Regions from separate parts of the Mus musculus genome. Here region 2 is linked to region 1. A link is a contact called in public HiChIP or PLAC-seq data. All regions are on one chromosome and are shown on one strand. The core of a region is the stretch at or near the end of the contact, and the rest is flanking DNA. Distances in the headings are between cores, read along the strand shown.

Region 1 (6,355 bases), core at 3,619-6,118:
AGCAGAGAGGAAACCTCATTTTGGATTTGTAAATCAACTATTGCCACATAGCTAACAATCACTCCCAGGTGAAATACACTTTATTTTATATTTCTGGTCACAGTAAAATAATTTTTTTAAATTAGTATTTCAAGCTTATGCAAGACCCAGGTTCCATCTCCGGCATCACAAAAATCACCTAATTGTTTGCCTGGGGCTTAGCAGTAGTGCCTTCCTAGCTTGCCCAGCACTGAGGAAGAGGGCCACACACAACTTCAAAAAAGCTTCTCTCACCAGAAGAGACAGTAAACAAATCTGCTGAAGCCATAGTACCCACATTTTGTTAGAGAGATTTCTAGGAAAGCAAAGACCCACAGACAAAGGCATGTTTAAGCATAAGGGGAATCTGAAGGGCTTGTGTCAAACAGCTACCACCTGAGCATGTCACTCGTGCGGCTACAACTGTATGCAAGACCTGCTCTGGTACAGAGACGACCTTGGGACTTTGGGATTCTCAGAGTCTATCTTGGGCAATGCTTCTCAACACAGGGTGGGGTGCTCCAGCAGTCTACTCCACGCTCAGGAGCAGCATGGGCTGAAGTGATAAGCAGTTAGGCAGAGGAGAGCAAAGGGCTAGAAGGTGGCTCTGCAGTGAGGGCCTTTCATGTGGCCACCAGGTTTACCAAGCCCACTGTAATCACAGGACTGAGTCCTAGAGTCAGGACCCCTTTCCCTTCACTATTTGAAGTAAAACTCCTTAGAAGGAAAAAAAAAAGTGTGGTTTAGTGGCTTCTTCTCAGTCGGTTAATGAAGGGTTTGAAAGGTAAAAAAGAAAAGCTTCGATCAATTAGGAGACCTGCAAAGCTCCAGTTGTTTGCAGAGAGACAATGGTAGTATTGCAGATGTGAATGAGTTTAAGACCTTAAGTTTGCTGCTACTTAGAGTCACTGGAGAAACAAAGCTGCCTTTGGGCACCTTAAACTAGTCAGACTGGCTCTAGCAGTTGCACAGCTTGCTGCTGCTCCGTCCTCCATCTCCCTCCAGCCCCCACCCCCACGTACCCACAGCACAGTCCATGGGACTGCCTTGGGTGTGAGAGGCCAGGCAACTCCACTCTTAACTGAAAACTGCAATGGGGCAAAGGCAGCGTAGGTGACAGCGTTCTACAACAGAGCTATAAAACCACAGTGCTTCATCGAATGATAGCAAGTACTTTCAGTTGAGTTCAGACAGACAGAAGATTGCCCTAACAGAAATCATGCATTTTAAAAGATATTATGCTGCTTTTATCTTGAAATGTAATTTATACATTTTCCAAAGAAAATTTTTAGACAGCCAAACATGTTTTTGTCTCATGATCTTTGGGGGCGGGGGAAGCACCAACAACAAAGAGTCTATTTACTACTCAGAATAGGAATGCCGGCTTCTTTGGCTGACATATGCCATTCACAGAGTCATACAAAGAATGAACTGCTAGGCAGTGCTAATGGAGAAAGACATAGCCCCACACAATGAGTGATGGATGCGCGGGGTACTGCTCTGTTCATAAGGGTTTCCCAGTATTTGTACAGGACACAAGTTTGCCTTTAATACTACTAACTACACTGACTACTTAAGACAACATTTTTTTTTTCTTTAAAAAACAGCCCAAGTTTGGTCAGTTGTTTTTCTAAAATATCAAAATCAAATTAAATAATCAGACACTTTAAAAACAGAAGTCACAGTTTATACATTTCTACCAAATGTTTAATTAGTACTTATTAGTGGCAGGTAGAAAAATGCATTACTTGTACACATACAATGGCCACAGCACTTGTAAATTTCATGTGTGTGTTTCCAGTCAGAAAAGGGGCCTGAGAGATAGCTCAGACAGTAACAGTGCTTGCCACTCAAGCATGGAGAACCAAGTCAAATCCCCAGAGCCCATGTAAAAGCTGGAAGGAAAGCAGATTCCACAAAGTTGTCCTCTAATGCCACATGAATCCCCTCCCTCAGAAATATAACACTAAAAAATAAATCTATAAAAGGAAGGTGTGTGAAGGCTGGCACTGCTCTCAGTACCAAGCCGTTCTCACTTAAACTGAAGCTGGGCCTCTGGTATCTTCAGCATAGGTCTGACCTTTGGACTAAACAATCAGAAACTCCCCACCAATCCCTCCCCCCCTCACTGACTAGCACTGTCACTCTATACAATATGCAAAGACAATAAATAAAAACATCCACAACTGCTAAGTGTAGGAAATGCTCTAAGTGTACTCAAGTTCACCCTTCTAAATACCAGGCTTATCTAAATAATTTTGGCTAAGTGATTTTCATTTTGAAAACATGAATAAAATTAAAACTCATACTTTGGCTGAACAGTGCCCTTAATCCCAGCACATGGGAGGCAGAGGCAGGCCAATCTCTGAGTTCGAGGCCAGACTGGCCTACAGAGTGAGTTCCAGGACCGCCAGGGCTACACAGAGAAACCCTGTCTTGGAAATCCAAACTAACTGCTCATGCTTTTCCTATTGTTCTTTAATAAGAAACCACAGCAAAAGGAGGCTGTAAAATGGTGCAGATCTTACTACGGTTCTTAGTTTCTAGAGTGGAACATTTTAAGTAAGGCACGCTAGAGCTATGTAACTTTTACTTTACCATGGGAGTACTGTTTAAAATGCGCCCTCCCCCCCAATAAGGGTCAGCTATCACTGGTAAATTTAAGTGACTTAAAAACAACAAACAAAAAAAACTATGCTTGTTTGTCATGTCCACTTTGTTTAGTTGTGGTAACTGGATAAATTTCTATTTCTGTTCCTTAATTAAATTTAAAAAGCTGTTATGTAGGGTAACTCAGCAATGGGCGAGAGTTTCTAAATCTGAGTCTAACTCTTTTCTCAGTTCTTTTATCAGAAGCTGGCCTGAGCAGCTGTTACCTACCAGTCTGTGACACTTGCATGACAATAAAACTATTCCTAGGACACCTCCTGCTACACAGTGAGTTACTATAAAATGTGAGTCCCTACCTGTTGAAATAAAGTAAGGAACAGACCTGGGTGGAGAGGGAGGGAAGGTGAGCTACCAAGTCCACGAAGCATACATAACAGTTGAACGTATTTTAATTAGGAGAGGAAAGACATCATTTTAAACCCTTCCTAACCTGAACACAATCACTGGATGGCCCTGAGTTCACTGTGTAGACCAAGCTAGTCTTGAGTTCCTACAGATCCACTAGTGCTAGGATTGTAAGTGTATGCCAGCACAACCCAGGCCAGCAATGTGTATTTTCAAATAAAGGAAATTTTTATAAAATTATCAGGAAAGTAAAGATCCACAATTATTCTTGCTCATGCCAGAGTTGAAATCTTAATAACTTCACCCTCAAATCGGGATACTATGATATTAAAGGGCTCTGGTGAAGTAGCCACTGGGTAAGCAACTAACCCAGCAGCAGACCCAGGGCTCTCTGGTGTGGAGCCTTCCAGGAGGTTAAGTGGAGCCCAGGCCCACCTCATTCCTGCCAGTCACAAAAATTACAAAAAGCAATTCTGAACAGTTAGGGCCTGGGCCATCCTACTGGTGACTACAACCTCCAGGCCCTTTTCCATAGGTTCTGAACACTTCTTAACAAATACTAGGAATTCAAAAGCACGTTTCAAGAACAAAGCTTGAAAACAACGACTGTTCCTGAAAGCCAGCTAGGGTTTGACTGATTCTACTTAAATAAAATCTGCCGTTTCTGAGTCTGTCCCTGCTGACTGCCCTCCACTCAGTGCCTGCAAAACCGACTTTCTACTCCTGAAACTACCTAGATGCGAGCAAAAAGTTATTCTAAAACAGTCTCACTGCTTTGCGAAACTTACAATTCAATTTTCAACTCTACTGATTTGCTACCATTCCGGCTAAAGCTAAGACAATTTATAGTTAAGAAAAATATGAACAATTCAGTACTTTCTCTCGACGCAATGGTCCTCTGAAGTGCCCAGTGTCAATGGTACAAAGTCTACGCGTCGGGACAGCTGGCTCCCCTCAGCACCGCCCCCCCTCTGCCCCGTCATAGGCGGTTAACACCAAGATGACTTGTAGATTTCTAATTTAAAAACCAGGAAGGCATTAAGTTTAATAAACATTTGGATCCAAAATCAATTCACTTGGGCACGGAAGAAAAGAGGGTGAAGAGAACTGTTTTAACGCAAAACCACCGGGAAACTCTCGAAACACAATATAGCAAGTTGGATGCAAACCCAGACACGGAACTCAAAAGTGAAGCAGCCTCCCTGCCAGCAACCGGAATCTTTAAAAAAAAAAAAAAGTCTCGCACGTTCTCAGCACCAGAGCCACCACAGCGAGCGCGCGCGCGCGCGCACACACACACACACACACACTCACACACACACACACACACCAGCTGTGACGGCAAAAGCTCCGGGCCCCTGCCGCCCGGACCCCGCCCCAGGTCGTGACAGTCGGGGTCTCCAGGCGGCCAGCGGGTGCTCCCCAACCTGCCCGGTCCGGCCTCCGCTGCCTTGGGCTCCCGCCTGGCCCAGCCCAGCACCGCCCCTCGCCCGCCGGAGCCCAACCCCGGGGAGCCTCCAGCTCGGCCCGGAACTCACCACAAGCAGGTCCACCAGGAGCTAACGCATCGGAGGGGTTTCCGCCCACCCCTCAAGCTATGCCCGCTCCATGCGGGGCGCCCCCGCCGCGGGGCCGACGGTAGCAGGGAGCTCGGCGAGGCCGGAGCTACGACTCCGGCGTCCTCTGCTTGCGAGTCGGGAACATTATACAATGGTGGAGGCGGCGGGCAGCCTGGAGGAAGCAGGAGGCGGGCGGAGTGGACGCCCGGGCCGAGAGAGGTACAGCTCGTGCTCCAGCACTCGCCGTGCGGGAGTGACGTCCGCCTGCGAGCCTCTGGCGAGCTCCGGCCAGGCCCCGTAGGCCCCACCCCCTGCCTGGCCGGGCCCCGCCCCACCAGCCCCGCCCCTGCAGTATAGGCCCCACCCTGCCCCTCCCACCTCCTACTATAGGTCCCGCCCACCCGTGCCTTCAGGTCCAGATCTCCGTAGGCCCCGCCTCCAGCCGGTCCGGACCCGCCTCAGCTTCGCAGGGCCCGCCCCGGGCCCGCCCAAGTGCCATAAATGCAGATTCCCTCAGGGTGAACTCTCAGGAAGCGGCGGACAGACACCAAGCTTATGCAGCCTCTTCTGTGGACTGAAAGCTAAATAGGAGAGGTAGAAATGGGAGCGCCCAAGCCGGACCGCCACTACTACCACTAATGGCCCCCACATACTGGAAAACAGACATGACAGAGTGGGTGATGACAAAGACGGCAGCGCTGGCACAGTCCGCAGAGGAGCGCGACCACAAATATGACAGGCATCCGAGCTATTTGGCCACTTGGGCCGGCTGGCGGGAGGATAGGGTCCACCAATGGCCCTCGGAGATATGGGAATGGGGGGAGGGGCCAAGGGCTCCGTGTGGAGCTGACGACAGAAGTTGAAATGAGTCACCAACTAGTACCTTTGGAGTCGGTCGGACATACCAGAGTTGCATCCTTTATGGAGACCATGCAGCCAACCAGAGGGAGACCACGCTTGGAGAACACAGGGAACTGGAGGCGTGGTCCTCTGCCCACAAGTTTCACGCTGATAGCCTTATCTTTCCCATTTAAAAAACAAAAAACAAAAAACCCCAAAACAACAAAAAATCCTTAATGTTTTTAACTACTCAAACTTAGCAAGGAGCTTTATATTGTCCTTAGTATTAGCATGTGCCTAAGTGGTTCGAATTTAAGAGAACTAAGAGGCCAGGGACAGCTCAACAGGAACATTTATCATTACCTTTAAAATGGCATATGCATTCTACATAAAGATATTACAAAAGAAATTCAGGCACTTTAAAATTTTGGCTGCCACTCCAATCAATAATTTCTCTTCAGACCACTTTGCTGTTTAATGGTCCATGACACTAGTTGTATTTAAGGACAATAAAGCTTTAAGACCTAACATAAAGGTCTTAAACATCAAGACAAATTTATTCCAACTCAAACTGTTCTGTAATGATTTGTTATCAATCGAGTTGATGATCCTATCAAAATTAAATATGAGCCATCACCAGTTGTAGGACCCCTACACTAGGTAGGAAGAGGCAGGCAGATCTCTCTTAGTTCAAGGTCAGCCTGGTCTACATAGGCAGTTGTAGGCCAGCCAGGACTAAATAGTGAGAATGTGTCTCTAATAATTATAATAATTATTATTATGATGTGTGCTAAACGGTAAAGGAGACAATGTCAGGTTTTATTAATTAGAGAAGTAAAAAGGTTTTTGTTGTTGTTGCTGTTTGTTTTTAGCAAATCCTTGGCATTATCAAAATCTCATATACATGTTTCATGAGGTATAAC
Region 2 (6,505 bases), core at 585-3,084, 46 kb before region 1:
GATAGACTGCAAGGTAGAACTATAAGTAAAATAAACACTTTCCCCACCAAGTTGCTTTTGTTCATGGTATTTTATGACAGCAAGAGAAACCCTAGGACACCAGCTCTGTACCAGTTCTCCAGACCTGGGTACCATCCATTTAGACCTGGGTACCATCTGTTTAGACCTAGGCACCATCCGTTTAGACCTGGGTACCATCCGTTTAGACCTGGGTACCATCCGTTTAGACCTGGGTACCATCCGTTTAGACTGGTCCTCAGAGGGTGCCCTGAGGGCTACTCATGGGAAATCAGTTAGGACCCTTCTTAGTCCCTGACCAGGCCAAGCATGGCTCACAGCTATACAGTTCTTGGATCCCCAAAGCTTGGGATTCTTGAAGGTGGGCACTGGTAGACATGATAACAGAGCCATTAAACTCTAGATGACACAGATGGGTTCCCAAGGCTGACAACACAGACTGCAGAAACCCACTGGCTCCCAGCACCTTAAAGTTACTTTCCCACTCCTCTGTTACTCCAAGTGGGACTTCCTTCTGCATTTGTGCTGGCAATACAAACAAGCAGGGTGAGGGTTGACCCTGACTTTGCCATTCTGAAACTGGGGCTTCCCATCCTGACCCTAGAGTGGCTCCCCTGCCGCCAGGAGGGAGCTGCCCCATCCAGCAGCCCTTACTTGCTGTCTGTTTTTATTCTGGCTCACAGATGAGCCCAAGCCTTTCCCCACCCTCCAGCTCGTCACCCATCTATGCCCCTCTATGTATGACATCACCTTACTGAGTCCCCAGTCCTAACGGACATTGGTTAGAGCAAGGAAGACAGTGTCTTCCTTCAGTGTTGGTGGTGTAGATTTTAGAAAAAGAATGCCCCTGACTCAACTCACACTGAAATCCAGACACTTCTTTCCTGCCCCAGGTTGTGTTGTTTTGTTTTGTGGCTAAAGATTGACATCTGTGAGGCAGACAGGACTACACTGGTCCTGTGTCACAGACACCTGTTGAAAGGATACATTATACATTCAGGGTAGAAAATCTGGACACAGCCCACCAGGAACAGCTGGTATTTCAGCTTCAACCAACGGGAAAACAGGAAAAGAGTTGGCAGCCCAACACTGTTGGGGCCGAGACAGAAAAGGTAGCCTGCAAGGCTGCAGGTGCTGGCAGAGAACTGTAGTAAACCTACCTGCCCTCTACTGAAAGCGAGTATCTGCCACCATGGTACCATCTCCACAGGGCTGACTTCTTCCCAAGCGCTTCTATAAACGGTCATGTTAGCCAATCTACCAGTGTTGGATGATGAAAGAAAGAACATGAGCTATTGTTTTATAATAATCCAACATGTGGCAGGGAGGAAACTCAGAGCAGGCCTGGCTGCAACCCATCCCCACATCAGAGGCAACTGGCAGACCCTGCTACCTCAGGCTTCCCTAGGTTCTGGCCCACAAGCAGGCACCTGACCCAAGACAGAAAGGATCCTGAGCCTTCGGTAATGTGAGCATGGCCTGGATGCTGCTTCTAGAAGAGAGAGGGAAGGAGCCACATCAGAAGCCTGCCATAAACCATTGAGACCACAGACCAGTCATCAAAATGGAGCACAAAGAAAAATCACCCAAATGGCTTTCCTAGGAGGGCTCATGAGCAAGACCTCACTATCTTATGTGAAGTACCTTACAAACACACATTGGTTGTTCACAGTTCCAGAGGTGAGAATTCCAAGAGAAGTTTCCAGTGGACTCCATGTCTGGCAAAATCCACCCCTCCCTTGTAGATACTGTCTTCGTGCTGGCTCCTCACAAGCCGAAAGGCAGCAAGGGCTCCCAGGCCTCTTTCAATAGGACCCTAATCCTATCTTGATGACTCTGCCCTAACAATGTTATCCACTCCCTGAAGCCTCAGCTGCTAACAGGAGCGTGGTTTAGGTTTCTCTATGAATCTGGAAGGACATGAGCATTGGGGCCACAGAGCTCATGTCACACACGTAACATGACATTCGGAAATGCTGAGAGCTCCAGGAATGTTAGGTGTCACTGTAGAGGACACTGTTTCCATTGAGTTGACTTGACAGAAGCAAATCTGGAGGCACCAGCATGCCAGCTGCTTGTGACCAGGATGGCCTGAAGGCTCAACATATCTGGAATCCAGAGGGACTATTAAGAACACTCCTCGGCACTTCCAAACTTAATGGGCCTTGACAACAACCCAGCATTCTTAACTGTCTGATGGTGACCAATGCCTGGTAAACTTAAAGGTGGAAGAGTGTGCTCAGCCATAGACCATCCTTGGAAATGAATCCCAACAAGGCCTCCATATGTGTACTCATTCACATGTTATCAGACACCTACTATGTGTGGCAGAGCACATTCCCTATCCAAAGAGGGCATACTTCAGGGTTTGCCAAAATCTGCTGCCTGGCCAGCCCAAGAAGGCTGCCCTTCTCCTCCTGAGAGCTACATCTCAAACCTTCATTTACTTACGTGGCTGAGCTTTTCAGAATAAATTATGGTCATCATCAATCACAAACCTAACTTAGCTCCATCTCTTCCCTGATCGCACACTGTCCTTACACCTAAGAGAGGCAACAGTTCCTTCATTCCAACTGAAGTCCAATCTCCCAAGCTTGAATAGAAAGGCATCTTTTAGCAGACCTGTTATGTCTTCTGGAGGATTGTACATCCCATTTGGTTCTGTGTTTGTTTGAATCTGACCTGGTCTCCATTCCTACTCACGATCTCTTTAAGACACCAGCCAGTTGTTCTGTGGGCTAGCCCACATCTAGGATTTATCTGATTGTCTCCTTCTGGTGTCATATAGCTTGTCCTTTGGCTCCCTGTATCTCCTCTGACAGTGTTCAGCCACCTTGTCATCCAGAGACCTCTGCAGCAGGAACTGATTCTGAGGGCCATCACTCCTGCTGGACTGACTGGAAAAGCAGAGCTGGCAGCCTTCTGGAAAGCCTTCTGGTCCTGCCTCGGCCTCTCCATCCCTCCATACAGCTCTGACCCTCACCTCTTTGGACAGCCTCCCCCTGCACACTATCTAAGATGGTGCCTCCATCCTCTGGACCCCAGCTTACTGTCTCTCTCCTTTGGCTCACACTACAGTCCATGTGTCTCTATCATTTTCTTCTCTGTTCTCCTGCCAACACTATAGACATCATCAGGACAGGACCCCTGTTGCCCTGGTCACTGCCACACCCCAGTGCCTAGAACGTGCCCCACACAGGAGGAACCTGAGGAACTCGGGTGAAGGAATGGATGGTGCCTGCAGCCCCTACTCCAATGGCAAGCACACAGCTGACCCCCAGCAAACATACTGTTTGAAATCAGCCCTGACCATCTTCCCAGGAACACAGGGCAAAATTCTGAAACTATACTTAACAGACATGGGATTGGCTTAGGTTGAGAAAGAGTCACTCTGTAGCTCAGGTTGGCCTTGAACTTGCCATCACCCTCCTGCTTCACTCTTCTGTGTGCTGGGATTACTCACATGACTTAAAACTATACCTCATGTTAAGCTGGGGATACCCATAGGTTAACAATGAAGCTCCTGCCTGTGGATCCTGCCCCCTAGTCTGCCTTATCTGCCTCAGTGAGAGAAGATATGCCCACTCCTGCAGTGATCTGATGTGCCAAGGTGGGCTGATACCCGGTAGGGTGCCCCCTTTTCAAGGAGAAGGGGAGGGGAGAGGTTGTATAGGAGGAGACTGAGAAGAGAGGGGGAGGCTGCAGTCCGAATGTGAAGTGAATAAATAAATAAATAACAATAAAGTTCTCAGTATGCTGTCTGGTGCCCCAAGCACCCCGCCCTCTTCTCCCTCGTCCTCATTCCGGTGAGCCCCGACCTCTCAGCCACAGACAGCCTGTAATCCAGCTCAGAAAGAAGGTGCCTGTGAGCTGTGTGTGGAAGGGTCCTTTTGTCTGGATTTTTAAAGTTGCATTGGTGTCCCTTTCCTTTTCTTCTTTACCCTCAAATGCTGAACAGGTGTTGCGGTGCCCAGCACCTCACCAGGGACCATGACTCAGGGTAGACCCTGAGCCAGGGGACCGGCGAGGACAGACCATGTATGTGCTATCACATACTGGCAAAGGAAGGAGAAAGGCTAGCTTCTCTTTTGATGTGTGACATGTAATAGCAAAATTGGGGCTTCTCGTCATGGCTGAGTTTAGGGCGCAACCTCCTGAAACCATTGGCAATGTTTCCAGGACCTTTTTAGAGACAGGGTCTGAGGCCTCCATCCACTTCCTGACAGAGTTTGTGACAGATTTTTCCTTCTCCCCAAAAGATGATTTCAAAAGAAAAAAGGAAAAACAAACAAACAAACACCCGGACCAACAAAATCTGTGTCAGATTCCTGCTCTGGGCCACTTCACAAGCTCAGATACACGGGAGAGGGCGTGGGAGGAGGCGGGGCAGGGTCTGCTTTATTTATAAGCATGAGAATCTGAGGTGGAACAGCCAGCACATAAAAGCTGGGCATGCTGGCCACATCTATAACCTGTGTCGGGTGCGGCGATGGGTCGACCCCTGGAGCTCACTGGACAGCCAGCCTAGCTCTCCTGCCTAGTACCATGTTGGCTGGACACAAGCTAGAGTCATCTGGGAAGAAGAAACTTCAACTGAGAAACTGATCCCACCAGACTGGCTGGTGGGCAAGCCTATGGTACATTTTCTTGATTCATGATTGATGTGGGAGGGCCCAGACTACTGTGTGTGGTGATACCGCATAGGTAGGAAGAGCTGGTGATAAAAGAAGGCAGGCTGGGCAAGCATGAGGGGCAAGCCAGTAAACAGCACCCCCCACCATGCCCTCTGCATCAGCTCCTGCCTCCGGGTTCCTGCTTTGAATTCATGTCTGACTTCCCTAGATGATGTATTACAAACAGTAAGAGAAAATGAACTCTTTCCTCCCCCAGTTGCTTTGGTCATGGTGTTTCATCACAGCGATAGAAACCCTAAGATATTATATAGCCCAGACACTGAGTTCTAGGTTCTGCAAGGGACCTTGTCTCTAAGGTAGAGAAACAGATGGGGAAGATATTTGACAACCACTTTGGCCCTCCACATGTGCACACACAGATGAGCACATGTGCATGTAGCATGCACACAGACAATAAATAAATAATAAATAACTGTAATGGGGGGTGAGAGACAATATGGATGAGAATATGCCTTAGGTAGCTTGCTCAGAAGCCCATAGCAGACCTATTCAAACCAAGACCTACGCTGCCACAAGCTGTGGGCTCCCTTGAGCCTGAGCATTGTGTTATTGAATTACCCCATGCTACAGGTGAGCACACCCATGCTGGGCAGCTACAGGTGAGCACGCCCATCATGCTACAGGTGAGCACACCCATCATGCTGCAGGTGAGCACACCTGTCATGCTGCAGGTGAGCACACCCGTCATGCTGCAGGTGAGCACACCCGTCATGCTGCAGGTGAGCACACCCGTCATACTACAGGTGAGCACACCCATCATGCTGCAGGTGAGCACACCCGTCATGCTGCAGGTGAGCACACCCGTCATGCTACAGGTGAGCACACCCGTCATGCTGCAGGTGAGCACACCCATCATGCTACAGGTGAGCACACCCGTCATGCTGCAGGTGAGCACACCCATGCTGGGCAGCTTGTTATGCTTTAGTTTTCATTGAGGGCTGAATGCCTGAGAAGAGCCTGAGGAACTCAGAAGGCACAAGGTCCCTTGGGGAAGGGTGACCAGAGAAGGTCAAACAGGGAGCATTAGAAATTTGCCAGGCGCTTAAGTAGGTACCCAGGGGACAGCTTCTATGTGGACAGTGATCCCTGTTATACAGAGAGGAGTTATGTTCCCAGACATAGAGAAGGAGACCTAGACTTCAAGGCTAGAACCCACTCTTATTTCCTGCTGTGCACCAAAGTCCCTGGGGTTCCCTGAGGAAGGCATTCTGTGGGCAGAGCATCAGGACACCACCCCAAGCTCCTTGTTGGGTCTTACCCTGATTTCATGGAGTAGGCACCTGTTTCAAGTCCTGCAGCAATGGGCAAAGGAAATCCCCACAGCGTCAGGATGCGAGTCCTGAGGAGACCAAACTTACTGGGACCTACAGAGTGCTATGCTCACTTGAGCAGCCCTCAGGAAGCTGTCACTAACATTTCCTAACTGTGCTCCCCAGGGCCACAAATACTTCTCTGCACAATTCTAAGAGGTACCTCCTCAGAGTCAACTGCAAAGATGGCCTCCTGCTCTCCCCCACAAAAGCTGCAACATGCGACCATCACCACGCCGCACAATACCTTCAAATAGATCTAAAGAGCTCAAATTCCAACTGACCAGCAATTCAGAGAGGCTGCCCAGGTACCCCCAGTCCCACCTGTGGCCTGTATGTCTTGGTATACTAATTGTCTAAATTCCATCATGCTTTAGAGGAAATGGCATTTGTATTGTAGAACCATTACCAAGAAGCAGAGACTTAGCAGGGCTTCCTGAGATGTTCTGCATGCTCTGCTCATCTGTCCCCCACTTTAAGGTA

Evidence for each region. HiChIP or PLAC-seq counts read pairs in DNA pulled down with a chosen protein or histone mark.
Region 2: an H3K27ac HiChIP or PLAC-seq map of extraembryonic endoderm stem cells shows a contact between it and region 1. The contact joins the enhancer-like site here to the promoter of Sertad2 in region 1. A contact is called at or near these places in 1 of 39 promoter capture datasets (erythroid cells), 1 of 15 datasets of contacts at CTCF or cohesin (the NIH/3T3 cell line), 10 of 484 Hi-C or Micro-C datasets (the AML12 cell line, the HPC-5 cell line, the N1E-115 cell line and 7 more), 6 of 115 datasets of contacts at active chromatin or transcription factors (the HPC-7 cell line, embryonic stem cells, extraembryonic endoderm stem cells and 2 more) and 3 of 9 other capture datasets (adipose tissue, liver and pancreatic islet).

What each region holds. Positions count from the first base shown.
Region 1 is chr11:20,630,490-20,636,844 of GRCm38.p6, reverse strand. Sertad2 (SERTA domain containing 2) reads right to left here and starts at 4,868. Exons shown (of 2, transcript NM_001038625.1): 1 at 4,572-4,868.
Region 2 is chr11:20,673,645-20,680,149 of GRCm38.p6, reverse strand. No RefSeq gene overlaps it. Among named protein-coding and RNA genes, the nearest start is that of Sertad2, 45 kb to the right of the region's middle. Within about 2 kb of position 1,834, at least 3 of the 459 cell types and tissues checked have an H3K27ac peak or open chromatin away from gene starts, as enhancers often do. A contact at or near this core is called in extraembryonic endoderm stem cells, where this site is marked.